Regions from separate parts of the Mus musculus genome. Here region 2 is linked to region 1. The links are chromatin contacts, called in public Hi-C maps. All regions are on one chromosome and are shown on one strand. The core of a region is the stretch at or near the end of the contact, and the rest is flanking DNA. Distances in the headings are between cores, read along the strand shown.

Region 1 (4,814 bases), core at 1,214-3,713:
TTGCATAAGGACCCTGGAAGGCACAGTCAATGATGTTAGGAAAACACACATGCAAAGCTTGTGAAACTGGGTAAGTGTCAAATAAAACACTATTCTCTGGGCAGCAAGAGAAAGCCACAGGAACTTAAGACACAATTAACCAAATCACCAGGGAGGGGAAACCACTCTTATGAAAATCCATGACATTATATGTGTACACCCATGACATGACACATGCTACATGTTGTTCTATCTTCTCTACAGAAATGTTTGTCTGTTGGTTCAGCCCCCCTCGGTTTCCATTTTATTCTGCAAGCTCTGAGCTCATGACAAGCAAATGACGGTAAAGTAGTGACTACTAAGTAGTAATAGTTCGGCTGAGCACGGCGGCACAAGTCATTCACTCAAAGAGCCCGGGAGGCAGAGGCAAGGGGTTCAAAGCCACCACAGCCACTGTGAGTTCAAAGCCAGCTGGGGCTAACCAAATCTGAATGAATGAATGAATGAATGAATGGGTAGCATTTCCACTTTGGAGGCAGAGGGCAGCAGATCCTGTGAGCTGCAGGCCAGCCTGGTCTACACAGCAAGCTCTGGACTTGCCAGGAAGACATAGTGAGACACTGTTCACACACACACACACACACACACACACACACGAGGCTACATTTTCAGGGAGCTCACCCAGTCCATTCAGTCAACAACATGTAGGTCTGGGCCCACACAGAGTCAGTAGCAGGACCCCCATCCAATACTCAGACTTGAGTACTGAAAATTACCTCCAGATTTTCCCAGAAGAATAAAAGTTACACTTCCCTGCTAACCGTTGCTGTAAAAGCTGCAGCAAAAAACCCAAATGTGAACCCAAGGCTGGTCTGACATCTAACTAGTGCCTTGGGTTGCTGAGGATGGAGGCCGGTCAGGAAAGTGCTTGCCTAGCATGTTATGACACATTTGGGCGCCATGAAACGACCATAGTAGCACACACCTATACTCCTCACACTCAAGAGATAGATGCTAGAGAGTCAAAAATTCAGTCTTCTTCAACTATATAGCAAGTTCAAGTCCAGTGTCAGATACATTCAACCCGTCACCCATCCCCACTCCACCCTACCGCACCCCCGGGGAAAAAAAAAAAACAGACAAAAATACAAACAAACAAACAAAACCACCTGGCATTCTACAAAGTGTTTGTGCCTTCCCAGGGATTACCACGAGAGGGCGCTATTCTCACATACTCCAGCTGTCTTCCTATCTGCCTGTTTTTAGCGTGTTTTTTTTTTTTTTTTTTTTATTCCTTGTGAACAAAGGTGAGGAATGAGGACCGCTTTATCCCCCAGGAAAAGATCTCTTTTCCCTGCTCCTTCATTTGATTAAAAGTTAATAACGTGACTACACAGGATATTGGCCCGCTTATTCCCCGCTGCAAGGAAGGCAGACTAAGGCTTTCCTGGGGGGAAATCAGCAGCTATCAAGAAAGGCCCTAAAAATAGCATCCTCTCCTGGACCCAGCAACTCATATACTAAGAACTTAATCTGAGGAAATAATGAAGAAAAACGGCGAATCCTTACCTGGGAGGACAATGATGGAAATGTTTACCACCTCACAAATCCCATTATAATCATCTAGTTAAATGAACCGTGGGGCACAGACACCCAACCGAATAGGATACAGCTATTTAAAAATAGAATTATGTGTCACTTGGGTGCTGCTTAGAGCGTCTAAGTACTTTTCACATATTAAATCAGTCAGTCCTCACAATATTCTCAGTTGTGTTGACAACACTGCGGTGCCCATTTCGGAGACGGGAGAAGTAAGTACTTTAAACAACCTGCCCAAGGTTACAGGATTAGTTAATGCCACTGAAGCAGGAGGAATCGTCCGGGTATGTGCATTCAGCTGTAGTCAGCTATGTGATACTTCAGATAGTCGACAACTAAAAAGACGGCAGGGCCCAGAGGACGCCCGAAGTCCTCATCTAACAGCTACTGTAGGGGGTGGTGTTTGTTCAGCCGGCTCTGAGAGTTTGGTTCTTGAGTCTAGAAGTCTACGAGGTGCTAAATGGGAGTGCAGAGAGCCAGGTGGTGTGACTCTCTTCCTCAGGGCCAACCGCCACTGCCACTTCCGTGTCCTTGAGGAGAGATGAGGGGTTGGAAAGGACCGTGCTGACAGCCAGGCCCTGCGCTCCATTTTTCCATCTTTTCTGTCCTACTATTTCAGTGCCTAACAGAAGCAATCAAGCTATGGGCCGATTCCATGCAGTTTCTGAACGTAACGCCTGTGCCCACCACTGTGCCTCAGCACAGGGAGCCACAGAGAGGCCAGGAAATGAAAAGACATTAAGAAAACTTCCTACCAGCAGTATCTGTGTAACTGGCACAGGGGCAGGAGGCAGAGGACATTCCCTATGGACCCCATAACCCAGTGTTGCTGATACTGGCATGTGTGGGTCACCCTAAAAACAGACCTTTCTGTTAAGTGCTTAGCAACAGCTGATGCTTTCCTGACCTCAGCAGGTTTGAATTGGAGGAAACTGGCTGGAGCTACAGAGTCAGAGGAGACATCTGGAAGAGGGCCAACCTGACAATGGGAGGATTTATGGCATTACACATGGCTGGTTTAGACACCTGGCCACCCTGCAAGGGTGGACAAGACCTTACTTCTTGAATGAGGGAATATTTGTTATTTGGAGGCTGGACCAACAATTCATTTGGGTTGTTTGTTTGTTTGTTTGCTTTATTCCTTAGGGATACGTGTGTGAACACAAGAGACTTGCATCTTTCTCAATTTGTTTTCTGTATTATTTTTTTTTAATTTTTTGACATAAGGTCTTTCACTGAACCAGGAGGCTGACCAATGAGCTCCTTATCCTTAGAGGGGATTAAAAGCAGTGCCACCACACCCACAACAGACCAAGGCACACACTCACACATACGAACTTAAACTCAAATTCTCTCTCTCTCTCTCTCTCTCTCTCTCTCTCTCTCTCTCTCTCTCACACACACACACACACACACACAGAGCAACCCTAGGATGAAGGCACCTTCAATGCACCTCAGCTGGGCTTGCTAATAAGCCACACAGCAGCCGAACAGAACAGAGACCCAAACCCTTCTTTGTTTGACTGATTATCAGGAGACTTCTTCCGGCTATGACAAGTGGCAAACATCCCCACTGAGGACAAAGAGGGGCATTTAGCATCACGGACAGAATACAAATTGTTTATGACTTCTTCTCAGAGGGTGGGAAGGAAGCCCGGAGGGCAAAGGCCAGGAACCACTGTTCCTTCCTCTAAACAGTAGCCCACGTGGCTAAGGCCACTAGGAAGGTGGCTGTCTATCAAGTGGCATTGTCGCATCCCTCCAAGCTGCCTCATTTGCAGGCGGCTCCATCCCCCAGCACAGCAGGGGCTGTATGGGCAGGAGGCCTGGGCCTGCAGTGTGGGCAGGTGGCAGGCACAGACTGAAAGCGGGTTTGTCAGGCTGGATTCTGGGAAGAGCTGAGGAATAGAATTAGGAAGTGCTCTGGCCAAAGTGTAAGTTACTGTGTGTTGTGGCTGTCCTGCCAGAGGCTCCTGCGGTTGGAAGGCTAATTAGGAGCCTGCTGGACGGGAGAATGATAGTCTCAGGAACCTCCCAGAAGCGGGACTCGGCACAGGGCAGCTCTGCAGGGCACAATCTCTCTCCTCTGGACAGGATTATTGTTTACAGCTCAGAGCAGTCTCCCACCCATCTTTTCTTTTAAAACATCATCTTTTGTAGCCTAGGCTAGACTCAAGCTTGCTAAGTAATCAAGGGTGACCTTGAACTCCTAATCTTGCATCCACTTCACAAATGTTGGGACCCCATCAGTCTGGGAATCGCTCAGGGCTTTTCATGTGTACGTAAGCATTCCCAGTTCTAAACGGTCACTCTTCTAAATGCTCACTCTTATGCTCTGAGCATTAAGGGGATGTTTCACCAAGCCCTGGGTCTCTCCATGAGATGATAGGTGTACTCGCCCGCCTCCCCCTAGACAGCCTGAAGTGTCCATCCCATAATCTGTCACCACCAAAGCCATGGAAGCCAGTAAGCCAGCAAAAGAACGGAAGCAAGGTAACGCGCATCCTGCAATGAAGCAAACGATCCACTTGTCATTAAAGAAACACGGACTTAAAAGCACATGGCCGGCATTCTCTACTGCTGATGTAATGCAGAACAAAATACGGGGAAAGACCGAACAATCATGAAAGGGACACAGGAGTCCATGGTGGGCAGGATCTAAGTCAGAAGAGACTCACTACAGAAGGATGATGCGCTTCAGAGCCCCTCCCTCCCACTAGGTGGGATGGCATCCACAAGGGTCTGACTTGTTTCCATTCAAATGCTGACAGCTGTATTCTTTAAGGCAGTATGCTGACTACTGGTGTTTCAATGTTATTCAGACTCTCTCACACCCTAATATCAGCTATAACTTCTAATTTGTGTTTCTTACAAAACATCTGGAGTAATGTAAACTTTTACACCTTTTCTGTGCCTCTCCCCTGTGTGTGTGTGTGTGTGTGTGTGTGTGTGTGTGTGTGTGTGTGTGTGTGTGTGTGTAATAGAACCCCTGGCCCTCATGTATGCTTTTTAAGCTCTCTGCTGCTGAGCTGTGCCCTCGGACCACTCATCCCCCTTCAAGTATTACCTCATGCATACTTTGATGGCAAATGTTTCCGAAAGGAACTTGATCTAATCATATCTTTCTGAACACTCCACTTATCTTGTCGAAGAAGCAAATCTTGATCTTTACACCATCCTCCCAAGACTTCTGTATCTTGCATGCCAGCTACTGAACAACAGTCGTACAACTGGCA
Region 2 (4,814 bases), core at 1,513-4,012, 130 kb after region 1:
TAAGAAATGAGGCTTAGAAAGTGTTGTTCAGAAGCAGGCGAGACGCTCAGGAAAATTATCCATAGATTGTATGAAACTAAAAGAGGGTCCAAGGATTCACTCTGGTATTGGGATAGCCAATTTTTTGTTTTGTTTTGTTTTGTTTTTGTTTTTGTTTTTGTTTTTGGAGACAGGGTTTCTCTGTGTAGCTCTGGCTGTCCTGGAACTCACTTTGTAGACCAGGCTGGCCTCGAACTCAGAAATCCACCTGCATCTGCCTCCCAAGTGTTGGGATTAAAGGTGTGCGCCACCACCGCCTGGCTGGGATAGCCAATTTTACATACAGATTTGGAGGGTCGTGTTGATATTGAGTAAAGTTTACCCCCCAGAGTCTGGATTGGCCATATCTGGTCACTGGGAGGCTCGACTAGAAGAAAAACCACTGGTCTGTTGGAGAGAGAAGCAAACTGACCACGCCCACGATATGACAGATGCTCCGGGTCGCTAGCCTACCACCCACACACCAGGTTTTAGACTTGGGAGCCTCTAGCTTCAAGAATTACATAAGCCAATTCCTATCAGGAAATATACCGTATTGGTTTTGTTTCTCTGGATAACTTCAACACAGATATTTTTCTGTCTGCCCTCTCTACCTGCCCACCCTATCTCCATTTGAGATTCAGAAAAGCCTTGCCAAATAACCATCCCATCCCCGCCCCCTAACTTGCTAAATATAGTTCTAGTATTTAACATTAGAGGAAGCCAACCATCCACTGGTTTATTCTGCTTCCACTATGGGGCCTATTAGGTGAGCCAAGCCAATAATAATTATGAAGGCTCTGTGGAAACATCAGGGTATTTTAAATGTTAATGATGGTGAAGGCAAATATATATGTAAATAGAGCTATAACCGTGTATAGGTGGTCTATACAGGGACGAGATAAAACGGAAATGCTTACACTGAGATGACAAATGTATTTTCTCCTTTACATAACAGTCACATACAGACAGACCATCTCCTGTGCGCCAGGCACGGCTCTAATCACTGCAAAGAAGCAATTGTGAAATTAGTTTTTCTCTTTCAAGACCCGCTGGCTAGCCACCAGGAGAGCTATGATCAAGAGGACAGGCAGTAATACATATTGACAAAGGTGCTGGGTAAGAAGCTGGAGTGCCTGTGTGTTCGAGGGAAGAACAAAAGTGTCACAGCCTTTGGAAAACAGCATGGCACTCTCTCAAAGGGCTGAGCACAGAATGACAACTGTGTGATGTCCTAAAGTGCTCCGTGCTCAGTTCATTGTGGTTCTAGCCAGTAACCGCACCATTAATGGTAGATATGCACCAAATTAATTATCCATGACAGTTATTCCAGTAGACAACATAAGCAGCCCTAATGTTTCATCTATGTCCCCAAAGAACTGGACACACAGAAGTTCACACATGGATATATATATATATATATATATATATATATATTGTAGTGGCTATTCCTGGTTGTCAACTTGACAATATTTGGAATGAACTACAATTCGGAATTGGAAGGCTCACCAGTGACCCTTATCTGGAGGCTTGGAGATCCTTATCTGGATCTTGGTTTGAAGATCTTAAGCCATAGTGGCTATGGATTCCAGAAGATTGAATCTCCGAGTTTAAGGAACACACCTTTAATCTGGGCTACGCCTTTCATCTGGGATTAAAGGTGTGGTGGGACACACCTTTAATCTGGGCTACACCTTCTGCTGGAGACAATATAAGGACATTGGAAGAAGGGAGTCTAGCTCGAGCTCTTGCTCCTTCGCCTGCTTGCTGCGTGAGACTGAGTAACTGCTAGATCCTTGGACTTCCATTCACAGCTGCGACTGAACAATTGTTGGGAATTGGGCTGCCGACTGTAAGTCATCAATAAATTCCTTTATTATCTAGAGACTATCCATAAGTTCTGTGACTCTAGAGAACCCTGACTAATACATATATATATATATATCTCAGCGTTATTTGTAATAGCTAAAAATGTCCACCAGTTGACAAATGAATGAACAAACTATTAGTTGCCTACAGCAGAATATAATTCAGCCATTAAATGAACTAAACATTACTTCCTGCTACTACCTAGATCAATCCTGAAAACATTCTACTATAAGAAGAGGAGCCAAACACCAAATGCCAGGTGGACTATGCCTCCCTTTATATGAATTGTCCAGAAAAGGCAAATCTAGAGGCAGAAAGCAGCTTCATAATTCCTTAGAGCAGGCTGAGATGTTAGAGTTGCAGGGGGGGGGGCAATAGGGAATGACTGCTGATGGACACTCTTCTTGAGGAAGTATAAAAATACTCTTGAGTTTGATGGTGACAGTTGCAGGACTCAGTGACTACAGACTATCGAAGTGTCCTCTGTAGAAGGGTGGTAAATTACATGGCAATAAAGCTGCTATTAAACATTACCTAATGCTGTTGTCATGTTGCCTCTGTAAATAAAATGCGTGATTAATGTTTTCTTTTATAAGCGGTCCGCCCTTTTGTTGAGGGGGTCATGTCTGGTTCCTTTAAAGGCAGTGACATGCCTTCAGTTTACTTCAGGAAGATTCTGAGGAGACTGTCTCAGCAGTTGCTTGGTGCAAACAAGAAACACACCAACAGAAAGAGAATCTCAGCCACCTCGCCTGAGCTAAACTGTAAGACCGTGGTGAACTTCATCTTACTTCACGCATCCCTGACCACACCCACGAGGAAGTAAACAATTGGAACTGAGGGATTCATTTACCAGTTAGCTTTTCACCACAGAACAGCTGAAGCAACAACTTAAAAGGAAAAAAGACTAACTTCAGCTCATAGTTTTAGAGATCTCAGTCTCTGCCTGTGGTAAGGTAAAAACATCATGGCGGAAGGACATGTCAAAGGAGACCTGCTCATCTCATGGTGGAGCAAGTAAGGAGGCAGGAACTGGGCACAGCCCTCAGAGTACCACACACCCGCTGGAAGGCTTCCTCCAGTGAGGCTGTGGCGGGGCATCCACAGAGAAGACTGCTCAGACGCATGTTTAAGCCAATAGAAAGAAATATTAGAGCCGGGCAGTGGTGGCGCACGCCTTTAATCCCAGCACTTGGGAGGCAGAGGCAGGCAGATTTCTGAGTTCGAGGCCAGCCTGGTCAACAGAGTGAGTTCCAGGACAGCCAAGGCTACACAGAGAAACCCTGTCTTGAAAACCAAAAAAAAAAAAAAAAAAAAAAAAAAACAACAAACAAACAAACAAAAAACAAACAAACAAACAAACAAACAAAAAACTAGCCAGCTGGTGGTTACATTGGGTGTTTGGAATCCCAGTGTAGTTCCAAGCCTTCGCAGGATGAGCTTTTAAGCACAAAACCCATACCCTGGGCTGACATGTTTCAGTTAGCAAGAATGGTTAGCCAAAAAACAGAACTACAAAAGCCAAAAAGCAAGGTTAGTACACTTAGAGACTTTCTTAGAACTAAGACTTTGGTTCTTTGCTTTAGTTTTGGCAGGTGGTGCTGTCTACATGCTGAGTTCTGTGGCCTGAGTGGTACTTCCATCGTGGACTCAGTTGTGCTAAGGAAGGTCTGCGGGCCTGTTACAAGGTGCCACCTCCAGCTTTCTACTGCCTCCCCAATAAAGCCAACCAGATTGTGAATCCATCAATGAATGGTGCAACCCACTGATGTAAGAGACCTTGCGATCATATCACTCCCCCTAAGTCCCATCTCTTTACATGAGTGGGGACTCTTAACACATGAGCCTTTTGGAGAGAGACTTTATAACCAAAGCATAACAGCTAACAAATGTGCACAGTAGACTGAGCTAGAGATTAGGCAAGAGTAGCCACAAGAATGGCTAATGTTTTTTGAGCATCCAGTCTTCATATGAAGCCTTAGATGTTTTGTTTTGTTTTGTTTTATCATGAAACACTTCTTGCCAGATTAAAAGAAGCCAAGTCATTTGCTGAAGGTCAGAAAGCTATGACGGCGGGGTGAAGGGCCTGCCTGTCTGTTCCACTGCAGATCCTGCTGGCCTGTTGCTTCTGCGAGCCCTGTTCTCCTTGGCTGAGTAAAAGGCACTGATGTGTTTGAGTGGCACGTTGCTTTATATTTGGGTTTGTGCCCCAATGGAGTTGTGTTTCCAGTAGATTCCAATGGGCCTAGGGAAAGAGGCTAGATCAGGACCTAGGGCCTGGGTCCAAGTCCAAATAAAGCTGCAGCTCTGGCCTTCTCAGCAGTTTTGTTGACACAGCTCTGTCCTTCCTGTCCCAATGACAGCATTACTAGTTCAGGGCTGCAGTAAGAACAGAACCCACCACCATGATGGAAAAAACTCAGCAGCTAATCTCTGTCCTGGTGTGTCCCTATAGTTCTTATGTGCCTTTGTCTAACCCATGAGGTCAGATGCCATCAGTCCCCACTGTCCACAGACGAGGGAACTGAAATCGTGAGTCATTTGTCCAACCTTATCATGGTGTAATGGATCCAGGACTCTACCCTTTCAGTCGAGAGTCTGGGCCGCTGCAGACTGAGGCCAATGGCATCATTTGTGTAGGGACACAACCATGGGCACTTTGTCACACTGAATCCTGTAGCTTGCCTTGATGTCTCTCTTACAGTGCCACCCAACAGAGGCTCTACATTAGTGGTTCTCAGCCTTCCTAATGCTGCGACCTTTTAATCCAGTTCCTCGTGTTGTGGTGAAACCCAACCATAAAATCATTTTCATTGCTACTTCATAACTGTAATTTTGCTACTGCTATTCATTGTAATGTAAATATCTGATTTTCTGATGGTCTTAGGCAACCCCTGTAGAAGGGTCAGTCTACCTTCAAAGAGGAC

Evidence for each region. A called contact is a pair of places that touch in the nucleus more often than the background predicts.
Region 2: a Hi-C map of bone marrow-derived macrophages shows a contact between it and region 1, with 33 read pairs. A contact is called at or near these places in 18 of 484 Hi-C or Micro-C datasets (B cells, CD4 T cells, bone marrow-derived macrophages and 10 more), 6 of 130 datasets of targeted methods (the HPC-7 cell line, embryonic stem cells, heart atrium and 3 more) and 4 of 9 other capture datasets (adipose tissue, embryonic stem cells, liver and 1 more).

What each region holds. Positions count from the first base shown.
Region 1 is chr15:58,973,343-58,978,156 of GRCm38.p6, forward strand. The region is part of intron 3 of Mtss1 (MTSS I-BAR domain containing 1); the gene reads right to left. Among named protein-coding and RNA genes, the nearest start is that of Gm41330, 19 kb to the right of the region's middle.
Region 2 is chr15:59,098,584-59,103,397 of GRCm38.p6, forward strand. No RefSeq gene overlaps it. Among named protein-coding and RNA genes, the nearest start is that of Mtss1, 19 kb to the left of the region's middle.